2 separate regions of the Cricetulus griseus genome follow, and region 1 is linked to region 2. Evidence: chromatin contacts called from public Hi-C data. All regions are on one chromosome and are shown on one strand. The core of a region is the stretch at or near the end of the contact, and the rest is flanking DNA. Distances in the headings are between cores, read along the strand shown. Region 1 has its middle 12 kb from the start of Psen2. Region 2 overlaps Itpkb (inositol-trisphosphate 3-kinase B).

Evidence for each region. A called contact is a pair of places that touch in the nucleus more often than the background predicts.
Region 1: a Hi-C map of the CHK-Q cell line shows a contact between it and region 2, with 9 times the contacts expected there. The contact joins two enhancer-like sites. A contact is called at or near these places in 7 of 8 Hi-C or Micro-C datasets (the CHK-Q cell line, the CHL-YN cell line, the CHO-K1 cell line and 3 more).

The regions. Positions count from the first base shown.
Region 1 is chr5:13,975,073-13,981,927 of CriGri-PICRH-1.0, forward strand. No RefSeq gene overlaps it. Among named protein-coding and RNA genes, the nearest start is that of Psen2, 12 kb to the right of the region's middle. Within about 2 kb of position 4,754, at least 1 of the 6 cell types and tissues checked has open chromatin away from gene starts, as enhancers often do.
Region 2 is chr5:13,836,967-13,844,424 of CriGri-PICRH-1.0, forward strand. Itpkb (inositol-trisphosphate 3-kinase B) reads right to left here. Exons shown (of 8, transcript XM_027418844.2): 4 at 7,170-7,383; 5 at 2,907-3,111; 6 at 829-930. Among named protein-coding and RNA genes, the nearest start is that of Itpkb, 83 kb to the right of the region's middle. Within about 2 kb of position 4,030, at least 1 of the 6 cell types and tissues checked has open chromatin away from gene starts, as enhancers often do.

The sequences.
Region 1 (6,855 bases), core at 3,504-6,003, 140 kb after region 2:
GTAGAACTCCGTTTTATCATTGTAGTATATTCTCATTGAAACTGAAGTTATAAAAATGGCACTATAATGACAGAATGAAGACAGTGGTTGCCTGGAGCTGAGGGTAGCTGGACAGTCAAGAACAGGGAGGACTCTTTAGGATAATGGAGACAGTCTCTGTCTTGAGCCCAATGTAGGATAATGGAGACAGTCTCTATCTTGAGCCTAATGTAGGATAATGGAGACAGTCTCTGTCTTGAGCCCAATGTAGGATAATGGAGACAGTCTCTGTCTTGAGCCCAATGTAGGATAATGGAGACAGTCTCTATCTTGAGCCCAATGGTGTTTACACAGGCATCATACTTGATGAGCATTACTGAACTGTATACTTAAAGCTGCACTTTATTGTATGTGAATTCTACCTCTGTGATAGGAATGTTCAGAAAGTTCGAAGCTTGAGAGGTAGATAAATAAAGCCATATCAGTGGGGTATACTATATTTACAAACAATAGCAAATTCCTTCGGGGAGGGAAAGGAAGCACAGAACTAAAGGGGATGTTTTGTTAGTTCCAAAGCAGGATGTGAGCAAACGTGATCGCGTCCGTCCGCCTGCTGCGATTGCACTTAGCAGCTCCATATCGTTTTCAGAAGGCCCGGTAGGTAATTTTGGTATTTTATAGATTATTGGAGAGCAACTACATCCTGTTTCCTGGAATGCAGGAAGGGCTGGGGTCACCTCGCAGCACACACAAACAACACAATTCATGGGCCATTCGGGATGGGCCATCTTGGAATGAAACCTTGGAGAAAATGAACTGGTAATCTTTTCAGATTGTCCGTTGCTAGCTTTGGGAGTTCAAATCCCACAAAACAAGTGGTCTGTGTGTCTTAGTTACTTTCCTCTTATTGCAACTAAACGCCTGACCAAAAACAGCTAAGGAAGAATGATTTTGCTCTCAGTTTTTAGGTACAGCTCATCATGGTGGGAAAAGCCACAGCAACCACACTGGGTAGCCAGAGACGAACACTCATGCTCAGCTCCCCTTCCTATTTTTCCCAGGACCCCCCAGCCCATGGAATGGAGTCGCCCACATTTAGGGTAAGTCTTTCCACTTCAGTTAACCTAATCAGGAGGTACCTCACAGACTTGCCTGAGGTTTGTCTCCTGGCTGATTCTAGATTCTGTCAAGTTTGCAATCGATATTAGCCATCATACTAAAGAGAGTTTGCAGGTTATTATAGTGTCAGGAAGTCCTGATGCCCCCATAATGGGCACGTTTTAGGCATTAGTTAAACTAAAAAACACAGGCTTGTGAGATGGCCAAGTATCTGGTGTGAAGGCACAGGGGTCTGAGTTTGGATGCCCAGCATCCAGGTAGCTGCTGAACATGGGGGAACACGTCTACAGCCCTAGCACTAGAATCTACTTCTGTGGAAAGAATGGGAAGGACACGGTGGGGGTGGGGGTAAGAGACCCCTAGGTCCCGGAAGATCCCCAGGAATTTGCTGACTAACCTGTGCGGCTAAAATGATGGACTCCAGGTTCAGCAAAAGAATACTTTAGAAAATAATATGGATAGTAGTTGAGGAAGACAGCTATACTGAATTCAGGTCTCCATACATATAGGCACAAGGAAACATGCAAGTATGCACACGCATATACAACAACAACACACACAAATAATAATGTTAATAATAATAATAATAAAATTCAGAAACCAGCCACCCTCTTATCCCTAGCCATTATGTCCACTCACTCAACAACAACAACAAAATTCCGTATTGTGGTGGAGGGCCTGGAGTAGCACAGTAGGCAGATGTTAAAAGACCCCGGTGGCTCAGGCCCCCAGGATCTCGGACCAGGACCACGGCCACCCCGTCACCAGGCGAAGGTGAAAACTTGATGCAAACAGCATGAGGCTTTATTGTTGTTTAACGAGCTAACCCCATGTTAGCTTGGGTCTTTCATCTACCCACGATGGTGGATGGCTAGGAAAGACCTCTGAGAAGCCATGGGACCGAGATATTATAGGACAGCATAAGGGGAGTGTCTAGGGGTACCCACAGGCTCAGGATTGGTGTGCCTCCAGGCTTGGAGGGTTTGCCCTGTGTTGATTGGCCAACTGGTTGTTATGGCCCATAGGCCCTCCCAAGGTGGTTGCTATGCTCTGCAAGTCATTGCTATGCACTTGTCCGTAAAGCACACCCAGAGCTATAAAGCATAGCACCACCAGCTAACTTCTGATTGGTTCCTGGCCTTGAGGCAGGCATCTGACCTCCTAGTGATCAAGGCAAGGTCAGACAAGCACGTGTTAGGCTGTTATGGCTGCCGAAATGGGGAGCTGGTCCCTTCATTGTTAGTTCTATCTGTCTGATGAGAGTCAAGCTCTGGGGGGAAATCGAGGAAACAATGTTTTGATTTTCTTGTATTGCACAGAGGCTGGCCAAGAAGGCACGTGTTATAAAAGCAAGGCACCTGCCCCAGGAACAGGGAGGGACAAGGATCCTCCTCCATGGATGATCTAATGGCAGAGGGAACAAAGGTTGTCACTCGGCGCGGGGGGGGGGGGGGGGGCTTGGTTGAGAGGATGGAACTTAGCCCCCGCCCCCCACTCCGTGTTCCCTGTTTCCCAGGAAGTTCTGACTTTGTAGAGGACTCTCTTTAATGAACACATACTTGGGAGAGCAGGCATTAAGCAAAAGTGAATGTTGGGCTGGAACTCGCTGTATCCACATCAGTCATGATTTCAGTTTATCATGATGGATCAGCAGCCATGGTGAAGACAGCCCACTGGGTAATAATCTTGGTTTCTATCGGAACTCTACTTGAACTTTTAACTAGAAATAACAGGCCCACGGCAAACTTTCTGGGACTAAGCTTCCTCGTGTGGTAAAGGCCACACAGCTCCAGCAGCCTGTCTTCCTGCTTTCCTCTGAACAGGCTGGCTGCAACCGTTGACTGTTCCCCTTGCCATTCCCTCATCAGTGACTATCCTTATCTTCCCACCCTGAAAACACAACCGTTAGTATACCATTAGAACTCATTTCTTGGGAATGCGTTTCACTGAAGGAACATTGGAAAGATCTGATGAAATGCCATGTTGATTGCTATTACATTGTGAACTGTGAAAACCAGACGTTGGTGGCGCACGCCTTTAAACTGGGCACTTGGGAGGCAGAGGCAGGTAGGTCTCTGTGAGTTCAAGGCCAGCCTGGTCTACAGAGAGAGGGTCAGGACAGGCTCCAAAGCAATACAGAGAAACCCTGTCTCCAAAAGCCAAAAAATAAAAAATAAATTGTGAACTATGGACAAAGTCTTATGCTTCCCGGAGATGTTTTTTATTATATTTTATTAATTTAGTGTGTACGTCTCTCTCTCTCTCTCTCTCTCTCTCTCTCTCTCTCTCTCTCTCTCTCTCTGTGTGTGTGTGTGTGTGTGTGTGTGTGGTGGCAGCCAGGACAGCTTGTAGGAGTCAATTCTCCTCCTACCATGTCTGTCTGTCTCCCTCTTCCTTCCTTCCTTCCTTCCTTCCTTCCTTCCTTCCTTCCTTCCTTCCTTCCTTTCTCCCCCACCCTCCCAAAATGAGACAGAGACAGGGTTTCTCTGTGTAATTAGCTGTCCTGGCACTCACTCTTGTAGACCAGGCTGGCCTTGAACTCACAGAGATCCACCTGCCTCTGCCTCCTGAGTGCTGGGATTAAAGGCGTGCGCCACCACCTGTACCACCGTATATGTTTTAGGATTGAACTCAGGTCATCACACTTGGCAACAAGCCCCTTGTCCCACTGCGCTCTCTCACTGGTCCTCTGAAGACTTTTAGGCTAGGTTATTTCACCTTAACCATAAGTTGTGGTACAGTTCCATGTGGAGTGCTTGCCTGGGACGCATAAGACCGTGGGTTCTACCCCTGGCACCCCCCAATCCACCCTTCTTATAGTCACTGTTCTATTGCTGTGCAAAGAACCACAATCAAGACAGATTTTATAAAAGAAAGGGGCTTGCTTCCCGTTTCAGGGACTTAGTCCTTTATCATCGTGGCAGCAGGCAGGCAGGCATGGTGCTGGAGAAGTAGCTGGGAGCTACATTCTGATTTACAGGCAGCAGCAACAGCAGAGAAAGCCCCTGGGCTAGGTGTAGGCTTTTGAAACTTCTGAGTGCACCCCCTGTGACATACCTTCTCCAGCAAGGTCACACCTACTCCAACAAGGCTATACCCCCAATCCTTCTCAAACAGTCCACTCCCTGGTGACTAAAAATTCAAATATGAGCTTATGGGGGGGCATTCTCATTCAAACCACCACACCATCCAAAGGTAGAAGAATATAGAGGATGATAATTAAAAAAAAAATCTTCAGGACTGGGGAAGGAAGAAGCCTCCCTGGCATTAGCAATCTCCAAATGAAGCCATAGGCAAGACTGTGACACCTTCTCATGAGTTGCAAGAGCCTTCCCTGTGGCATCCCCCTGGAGAGTGTGGAAACACTTCTTAAAGTGTAGATTTGATTTTGCAGTTGCTACAGTTCTTAGGAACTGCCCCCCCATGCCACCCCCACTTCTCCTATACTCTGTAATTTTCTATATGCTGTTGAATTTTCAGGTCAGCGTTCTTGGCTCAGTCTCAAGAGCTGCTTTCAATGTGAAGGCCTGGGATAAGCACCTCCTTTACAGCCATTCCCACAGCACTTCTGGTTTCTAAAGTGATGTTATAAACTGTCAAGTGACTCAGAAATCCCAGGAACAAGTCCCTGATGGAGTGCAGAAGGAATGATGACTTCACCGGAGGCTGGCCCGGGGAAGGAGGGAGGCACGTCTCTCATCACCGTGGCAAGCGCTCCTGGCCTCACAGCAGCTCCTGGAAGTGATGTGCCTGGAGGCCTGGCTCACATCTGGCTGATCCATCCCTCAGCTTGGCTCGGGTTCCTGAGGGAGGGGAAGAAGAGAAAAATCAGGTGACCAAGCAGCTCACCCCCCTGGCCCGGAGAAAGCAGGAAGCTGTCATCCCTGGGGAAACCGGCTCAGACTCTGTATCCAAGGAGACTGCCCCTATCTCCCCAGACAGTCCTTTCTGGAACCAACCTGCAAGCTCCTCGTTCACTTACAAGCTCAGTCACCATCTGAACCCGGCTCCTCCTTGGCTAGTCAGACCCAATGAGGTCCGGCTGCTCTGTGGTGGCTGTGACACTCCTCAGCTGTAGCTGGGAACCCATCTGTGTTGGATCTCACTGGACAGTTCTGCTTGGCTGCCACAAGAGCATGCTTCACCTTCCAGCATTAGAACGGGCAGGCCACTGCCATGCCAGGAGGTGACACAACCGAGAGGAAGAATGGGCAGTTGGAGACTTGGTAGCAGAGAGATTTATGGAGGAAGAATCTTGACCAGCAGCTCTTAACCTGTGGGCTGAACAAACCTTTCACAGGGATTGGCTTAGACCATCCTGCATATCAGATGTCTACATTAAGGTGCACAGGAGCAGCAAAATTACAGTTATGAAATAACAACAGAAATAATTTTACGGTTTGGGGGTCACCACAACTTGAGGAATTCTATGAAAGGGTCACAGCATCAGGAAGGTGTAGAACCACTGATCTTGACAGAACCATAGGAAGGCCAGGAGATCAGGGCCAGAGCTGCAACAGTGTAAGGTGGTACTCAAGCCCTCCTTCCCGTTCCACAGACAGGTGCTGCTGAAGCCTGGATGGTGCGATGGGATACCAGTATCAAAACGGCTGCCCTGGAGAGCTTAAGAGTTACTCCACTGAACCACAAGAAGGTACCTCTGCTCACATAGGGGCCTCTTATCGGTAGAGTAACAACATGTCTGTGACCTACCTGTAAAACATCTGGCCTGGAAGTCCCTAAAAATAGGAAAAGCAGTCATAAATATGACACATGCTCATCTCCTAATTTAGTCACCATGGCCTGAAAATGGACAGTCCAATCCCTGTGAAAGGGTCCTTTATATAGAAAAGCATGATTTTTGCATATGTCCTACACATATGCCCCTAAATACTTCTTCATCTCTAGGTAACTTCTAATGCCTAGAATGCTATAAATCCTAAGTCCATAATTACAGTGCTGCACGAGTTAGGGTAAAGGGCAAGAAAAAAGGTCTACCCACTTTCAGTATAGATACCTTTTTTTTTTTTATTATTTCATGTATTTTTGGTCTGTGATAGTTTGAATCTGCAGCCAGGGAACCCACAGATAGCGTTCACTCTGTCGTTCTCTATTCTCTCTGTCTCTCTGTCTCTCTGTCTCTCTGTCTGTCTCTCTCTTTCTCTTTCTCTCTCTCTCTCTCTCTCTTACACACACACACACACACACACACACACACACACACACACACACACACACACGCGCGCGCGCTCGCTCGCATATGTGTTTAAAACTTACTCTGTTGTTTCCAGAAGAGGTGAGACTGTATAGATGCCGTGGCCATTTTCCTGTCTCCTGAACATAAATCCAGTGATTTTAAACAATGTACATTCCTTCTCACACAGTTTTGTTTTGTTTTGTTTTGTTTTTTCCCAAGACAGGGTTTCTCTGTGTAGCTTTGGAGCCTATCCTGGCAGTCGCTCTGGAGACCAGGCTGGCCTTGAACTCGTGATCCTCCTGCCTCTACCTCCTTCAGCAAATCCTACCGGCGTGCGACACCACAACTGGCCTCGCACAGTTCTAAAGGTCATAATTTTGCAATCAGTCTCACTGGGTTTTAATGAAGGTGCTCACAGGCTGGCATCCCTTCTAGAAGAAACTCTGTCCCCTTGCCTTCTCAGCCTCTGTCACTACCTGCTTCTTGTGGCTCACAGCCCCTCTTTGTTCTGTCTCCATTTCACAAGGATACCAGGGGGATCACATCATGCCCAGAGCATT
Region 2 (7,458 bases), core at 2,780-5,279:
CAACCTCCTCCATGAGGGGGCAGACTCTCCCAGCATGCCAACCATCAAAGTCAGAGCCCAGAACTGGTTGCCATGGTAACTTCTTGACCATAAAGTGCTGTGTCCCTAACTAAAGACAGGGTAAGGGGAAAACCACAGTATCTCTACATGAGTCCCCTCTACAGAGCCTTACAGATCTTCCTGTGTTAGCAACGGGGTATCTGATTATTCCCAAGGACTAGCTCTGGGAGTCTCATCACCCATGAGTATGGGGTCATCAGGGAAGCCCATATTACAGGGTTCCCGTAGTGACACAGGGTCCCTAGCAACAGCGATCAACCCTTCTTAGAAATGCAGTTGGTGGCATGACTCTTGAGGGTCTGAAATGATCCAGACAGGCTCCCAGGCACCAGAGGACTAGTACTGCGGACCTGCTGTGTGCATTCCAGCCTTACAGGTCTGGGCCTGCTTAGGTGTAACCCCTAGCTCTGTCTTTCTCTATGTGTGTTCTTGACCTTTCAAGTCTCCTTGTCTGTCAAATGGAGATGAGAATGTCTGCTTGCTTGTCCTCACCTCAGGACAAGGGGGATGTGATGAACACTCACTATAGCACTCGGCCAGCGGCAGTACTCTATACAGAACTCCTGCCAGGGAAGGGCAGTGTGCTGGGACAGAGTGACTGACAGCTCAGGAGATGAGCCAGTGTTCCCAAGCTTCTCTGAGAACCCATGGATTCTGGGGGCAGCCAGGTCACCTTCACACAGAAGTCTGGGGCTACAGTTTCATCATCAATCCTGACTTAGCTAGGTTGGAGAAGGGATGGTCCCCTGACCCCAAACCCTGACTCACCAGGATGTTCTGGTTTCCTTTAGTGAATTCTCTGAAGGCCTCAGTGACCTGTTCCCTCGTTTTGGTCTTCTTGAAGTCACGGTTCACAGAGCCATCTTCCTTCTGCAGAGGGAGGCACCCAGAGGAGTCAGCAGAGGGCCCATGGGATGGACTGCTCACGATCATGACCCTCACGCTGCTCTGTGGAGGTGGTCAGGTGCCCAGGGATGGTGCAGGAAGGCAGGTACAACAAGGCCATTGTCACCTGGTGCAGGAGAACCTGTCCTGGGCCCCAACAGAGGAATTCACAGAGTGGCCCTAGACCCCTGGCCACACACTGCTTTAGGAAGTCCTGGTGGTGTGAGGGTGTCTGAGACAGCAATGTGTGTTAGCAGCCATCTGGATGATCAGGCTAACTATCACCCTATCATAGGCTTGTGTTCAAGTGACCCTCATTTTATAGTGACCCAAAGCATGAGAGCCACAATGCTGGTACTTAGTTTTTTTTTTTTTTTTTTTTTTTTTTTTTTCCCCAAGATTTATTTGTTTATTAGGTATACAGAGTTCTGCCTGCATTATGCCTGAATACCAGAAGAGGGCACCACATCTCATTATAGATGGTTGTGAGCCACCATGTGGTTTCTGGGAATTGAACTCAGGACCTCTAGAAGTGTTCTTAACCTTTGAGCCACTTCTCCAGCCCCAATGCTGGCAATTTTTATGATTTGGCAAACAGAAGCGATAAAGTGTCTCTAAGGGAAAAGGTATAAAAGAAGTGTGTGTGTGTGTGCGTGTGTGTGTGCATATGTCATACATTCTCATACATGTATGTGCACAATTTCATATTGGTTCTCTAGATTCCAGACATTTGGTTTGGGTCTTGTAATGCGCTGCAGGGGATACTATGCAGATCCCCCAAGTCTGTGGTGTAAGCCTGTGTCTCTCATCCACTCCCTCATCCACCATCTCCATGTTCTGAGCTCAGTACTCCTGTTCAGGCTGTCCTGGGCAAGCACACAGAGCTCTGTTCTCTTGAGACACTCGGGTTGGAAGGGTGGGTCCGGCAGGAACCCTGGCCCTTGCACCTGTCCACCTCCAGTCTGAAACAGGTGACAGCTATAACTTCAGGAAGGCTTGCTGCAGGGAAACAGCAAGCAGCTGGGTCGGAGGGAGCAGTGAATGGGAGCCTTCCTTGTAGGGCCTCCCTGCTAACTGGGACAAGGAAGGGCAAATGGTGGTGCATGCAGTTAGCCTCCCTCGGCCGGTGGATGCTGTCGGCTATACGAAACTGCGGCCAGGAGCACATCTTGCCTGGGTGAACGGTGCCAGGGCATGCTGTTCAGACAGACCACAAATGGAGAGGACGTGTATATATAAATTGCATCCAGTCTGAGAGCTGGATACTTCCAAGAAAGAAGGTTGCTTTCAGAAGAGAAGGAAGGACAAATGATTTTCTCACTCCCTAAGCTCTAGAAGCCAGTGAGACCCTGGTGATCTCAGGAACGCACATCTCCACATTATATGAGAGAAGGCTACAGCAGCAAGCTACCCAACTCTGACTCCATACTGGAGAGGGGCCAGGCAGACCTTGCCTGGGGAGAAAAAGGGAGGACCAGGGCCCTTGGAGGGACAGTCAAGTCACCTGCCCTGAAAGCATGGCCACCTGAGACATGGGGAGCCTGTATTCCCTCTCCCTGCTTCTAGCTAGGTCTTGCATGTCTAGTAGTTAGGGACATGGAATGGGATACGAGCTCCTTTTCAGGGCACCCAAGAGGAAGGGATGGACGATGAGGTTTCCAAGGCCATCCCAGGTAGCCACACACCTCTCCTTACTGGCAGTGAGCCCACACCTTTCCTGTGGCAGGCATCCAAGCTGGCGCCTATGTGGGGTCCTCTGTACAGCCCTACAAATAAGCCACCTCCACTTCAAGGTCTGCCACCTGCATCTTCAGCTGCAGAATGGGCAAACACCTCTGAGGCTGGCTGTCCATACTTAGGCCTGTAGAGGTGAGACTTACAGACTCCAGCATCCCAAGTCCCTGGTCACCACTGACAATCATGATCCTCAGCATCCTCAGGCCACACCTCACAGGTCTCACCTTAATGCCCTCGATCCTGAAGCCCAGGGTAGCTGTGGAACTGATGGTTTCTCGCCACTGCATGTAACGTGGCTTGGTCACAGCTCGCTGAGCTTTCTCCTCCTCAGTCGGGGCCTCGGGGTCTACTTCAACCATCTTCTGATACATGTCCTTCCGCAAGCTAGGCTTCTTCCGGGCCTTGGTGAGTTCTTCCTCCAGGTATGTCCTGCATGGGAGATGAAGGGCATGAGTCCTAGGGCTGGGTTACAGCTCCCTGGTGAATGAAGACCCTGAGCTGGCTGTGCCTGGTTCCAGGACAATGGTTAACATAGCAACATCTAAGATGAGGCATATTCAATGGGAGATCCATGCACTGTTTGAGCTCATTTGAGAGACAGAGCATCCCCAGTGCTCCCAGAGCACCTTGATGCTGGCACTGTGAAGGCCTGATAAACTTAGGAGCCCCCTCTAAGGGACTTTTTCTAGGGTCAGCAGAAGGCAGGTGTAAGGACAGTGCTCAATGTGTGGAAAAGAGACAGAAGGTGGGTTCCTCTTGGAACTCTGATGTGCCCTGGCAACCTGGAGAGCATATTCTGTCCTTCCAACCTTTCTCCCTGTCCCCTTCAGCCTGCGGCTGGGTGGCATCTCTGGCTTTTTGCAGCAGAGTTCATCAAAGCACAAAGGGCAGCATAAGTGGGATCTGAGTGACCTGTGCTGGAGAGGGATCCGAGTGACCTGTGCTGCAGTGGGATCCGAGTGACCTATGCTGGAGAGGGCTGCTCAGGGCTCCATAGCCCAGTTGTGTCTCAGAGATAAAACTGATCCCAGGAAGACTAAGAGAATATGAATTGCCTTATGTGCTTCCCTTTGCTGTAAGAGGAGTCTGCAGGCTAAATGGGTAAGGACACTAAGCTCCTGGGGGACGTGACAGGCAGAGACAGGCCAGGCTCAGAGCTGTCTGGAGTGGAGTCCTCAGTTCAGAACTCGAGGACCCATCCAGATCTTAGCACTACCCTCACAAACTCTCACCATCACCTCCAACTAGAAAGATGACTCACTCCAGCCCTCTCCCCTGCAACAGCCTTCCCAGCTGTGTGCACGCTGCCCGGGCCCTCATGAGGCAGCGCGGTCAGCAGTCAGCTGCAGGATGGGGAAGTGGGCCCCTTGCGCCCTGCGTGGGTGTGAGCTGCCTCAGAGGCACCCTCCCTTCCCCCTGACCACTCTTCTTTCCTGCCCCCCAGGCACTGTCCCAATGTGCCTCTCCACATTTTCCCAGAATGCCAGTCTGGGTTTCAGAACAGACGGAAATGATTTCAGAAACCCCTGCACCCATTAGTATTTACACAGAAAGAGAGAACTCCCAATTCCCTGGGATGTGCGTGTGTAAACGGGTCCTGGTTTCTGGGAAGACTGTAAGGGGAGTGCATTAGCTCAGGTTGGGTTCTTGCATGCATATACATCCCATGTGCCATGGACACTCACACTCATACACGCTCATGCACACAGCACACTACCGTGTAGGCAGACACCGAGTTATCAGTGGACCTGTGTACCGTGGGGAAGGAACTCATGCCTAAAACCCCTGAGAGTGCAATGCAGGCCTGCAGGGCAGGCAGGAGCCACACTTGTGCCAAGAGTTCTCAGCATCTCCTTAAACATGGACCTTTCTTCAAAGGGGCCCCCACAGCTCCATTTGACAGGCAGAGTCAAATGCTCCTCAGGCATGGACAGGGGCTTGGAAGGGATGTTCCCAACAGCTACTAGCTGGGTAAAAGGTCTATTAGAGGAACCATTGGTCCCTCTCACTGCCTGCTGCAGAGGCAATGCCTGAGCATGGAGAGCAGAGACCTGCTCATCAACTTCTGGAGCCCAGAGAACAGATCCACAGAGACCTGTTCCCTGATGGCCAGAATCTGGGAAAGAGGCTGACTCAAGATAAAGAAAGGGAGGTGGCCAGACCATGGGAGACCAACAGATGTCAGGGACAAGGCGAGAACAGCTTCTCCAGGGCCCAGGGGCTGGACCCAGCCCAGTCCTAGGTCAGAATGACAAAGATTCAACCACAGTGACTGGGTTGCCTATGAGCAGTGTGAGCACCCTCTAACTTGGAGCCAGGTCCCTAGAAACACCCTGGTTTAAGATGCCTCCAGGGTCCACACGACTTCCTCAGTACCCCCAGCTATAATCCACCATGACTAAGCCTGGCTCTGCTGACAGGCCTTCCCACTATTTTGTAAGCCTCTGCCTCATGCCCTGAAACCTAGTGTTTGACGAGGACCTGTGTCCTAGCCTCTTTCTGAAGCAAGGACAGGCCATGCTCTGTTGACAACCACAGACTGCTTATCTGAGTGCATGCACAGAGGGCTATGTTTCTGAGCTACTGCATTTTGGAGAGGACTAGCCTGCCGCTCCAGGGAGCCCTGTGGAAACTGGACTGCTGGCATATCCATGGAAGACAGAGCACAGTTGGAGTCCTGGTGTGCAGTCCATAGACCTGGGCACATCTGTGCTGCCGCTATCAGGAAGGGATCCCTGGCGATCCCTGATCAAATGATAGCATGGCCTACCCTCCCAGTGTGGCTGGCTGTGGGACACACTAGGACAGTGTGGCTGAGGTATTTAGTACTGTGCTCAGAGCACAGAAGGCTCTTAGGGTCTGTGTGTGGGAAAGGTAGAGCTGGGGTGAGTGATGTTTCTGGAGAGTCCTGGCCCATTCCTTAGCCCCATGCAGGATGGGGTTAACTGAGCCCCTTTGGGTGGAAGAGCTCTGAGGTACAAAGAGAGAGAGGCTACTGGGCTAGGAGACAAAGAAAGCTTGGGGGTATGGGTACCCTGTCCCTGCAGTTCCCCAGGGAGCAGTCAGCCACACAAGTCAGGAGGTCCAGGCAGGGCTGACTTTCAGGTGTAGTTGTACATGTCTAGGCACCTGGAGGACTGCCTTGTGGGACTGCGCATGTGCCTACCTCCCTCTCCTGTAGGCAGACTGAGCCCTGGTCTTCCCACGTTGGAAGGAAGGTCAGGGCCTCTGTTTGAGTGGACATATTCCAGTGCATTGTGGAAAGAAGTTTCTGGAGACAGGAATAAAACAGCCAGAGAGCTGAGGCTGTGTGGTGGCTTCAAGGACATTCTGCTTTCTCCCTCACCTGCCCTAGCTCCCTGTGGGCCAAGACACCGGGGGGCTTTGGAATGCAGGAGGTAGCTAGTGATAGGAAGAACTAACAGCAGGGCTTGGATTTCTCCATGACCCCATCCCTACACTAGAGACAAAGGAAAGGGATATGTCTTGGTCAGCTGGCAGGGGCTGATCTTAGGACAGAACTCCAGGAGGAATGAGAAGAAAGGAGTTGTGATTGCCTTAATCAGAGCGCACCGAGCTCTCCCTTCTTCCTTCTCGGTATCTTCGTGTAAGAAACAACATCTGGTGGGCTGGGGAGGTAGATCAGAGGGTAAAGTGCTTGCCACACAAGCCCGAGGACCTGGGTTCGATCCCTAGAACCCACATAAAAGGTAAGGCATTGGGGCATGCACTTATCCCAGTGCTCGGCAGATGGAGGGGGGGGGGAAGCCCACCTGATCAGAGAGGTCTTAGAAAAGAGGCTGGCCAGTTCCTGAGGAACAAGACCCAGGGCTGACCTCTAGCCTCCACAGGCACATGTGTAGACCAAAGCACACGCATACGCAGCCACCCCAGATCAGATGAACTATTCAAATCAGATACGGGCTTCAGCTCTGAACTCAGTCCACTGTCCAGCATGGGTATCTGCAGCCAAAATCAGGCTCTCTGGGGTGGACATGCAGTACTGGAAACCTCAGAGGCTGGCAGCCTGGAGGCAGGGAGGAGGGCTTTATGGCCCTCCAGGCTCTGGAGCTCTCTGCAAGGTGTGGAGTCACTTCAGGCCCACCTGCCACCTGCCACAGGGGCCTCTGCAGCTCCCAGACTCCATCTATAGTTGCACCCTAGTGGCAGGTCCTTTTGCTTCTTCTTTTTTGAAACCAGCATGTATTACACACTTGCTCTGTGGTCTCTCTCTCCGTTCCTGTCTCCACTGAGGCTCACTGACCAGGAGATCATTGCTTGCTTCCTCCCTGCTGGGCACTCACCTTCAGGAGCAGCCCTCCCCCCAACTAGTGTGCAGCTCTTCTGCCTGGTCCCCAAGAGGCTCAGCACCCCGCCAGGGCCCCTGCCTTGTCTTCTCTAGATCACAGGGCAGAGCCAGCACCCCGTGTCCTCGGCATAGCCAGGCATGATCGGGAGGAGCATACGCAGTAAGGAGTAGGGCTCACCTGATGCCCATCTTGCAATCCATCACGCAGGGTGAATCGAAGTCAGCCAGCAGGTCATCCATCTGGTTGTAGCGTTCCCCGTCCTTCACCACGTCCCCATGGTAGGCTGGCACGAAGGGTCTCAACACATCAACCATGAGCCGGTCCAAGCATCGCTGCTCAGACTCACAGTGCTTCTTTAGGATGCGGCCATTGGCAGCTGCCTTGAAGCTCCCTGCAGAGTAAGGAGGAGGAGGGGGTCTCTAGCCGCAGCGGAAGCCAGGGGTATCTGGGACCCCTCCCCACCCTC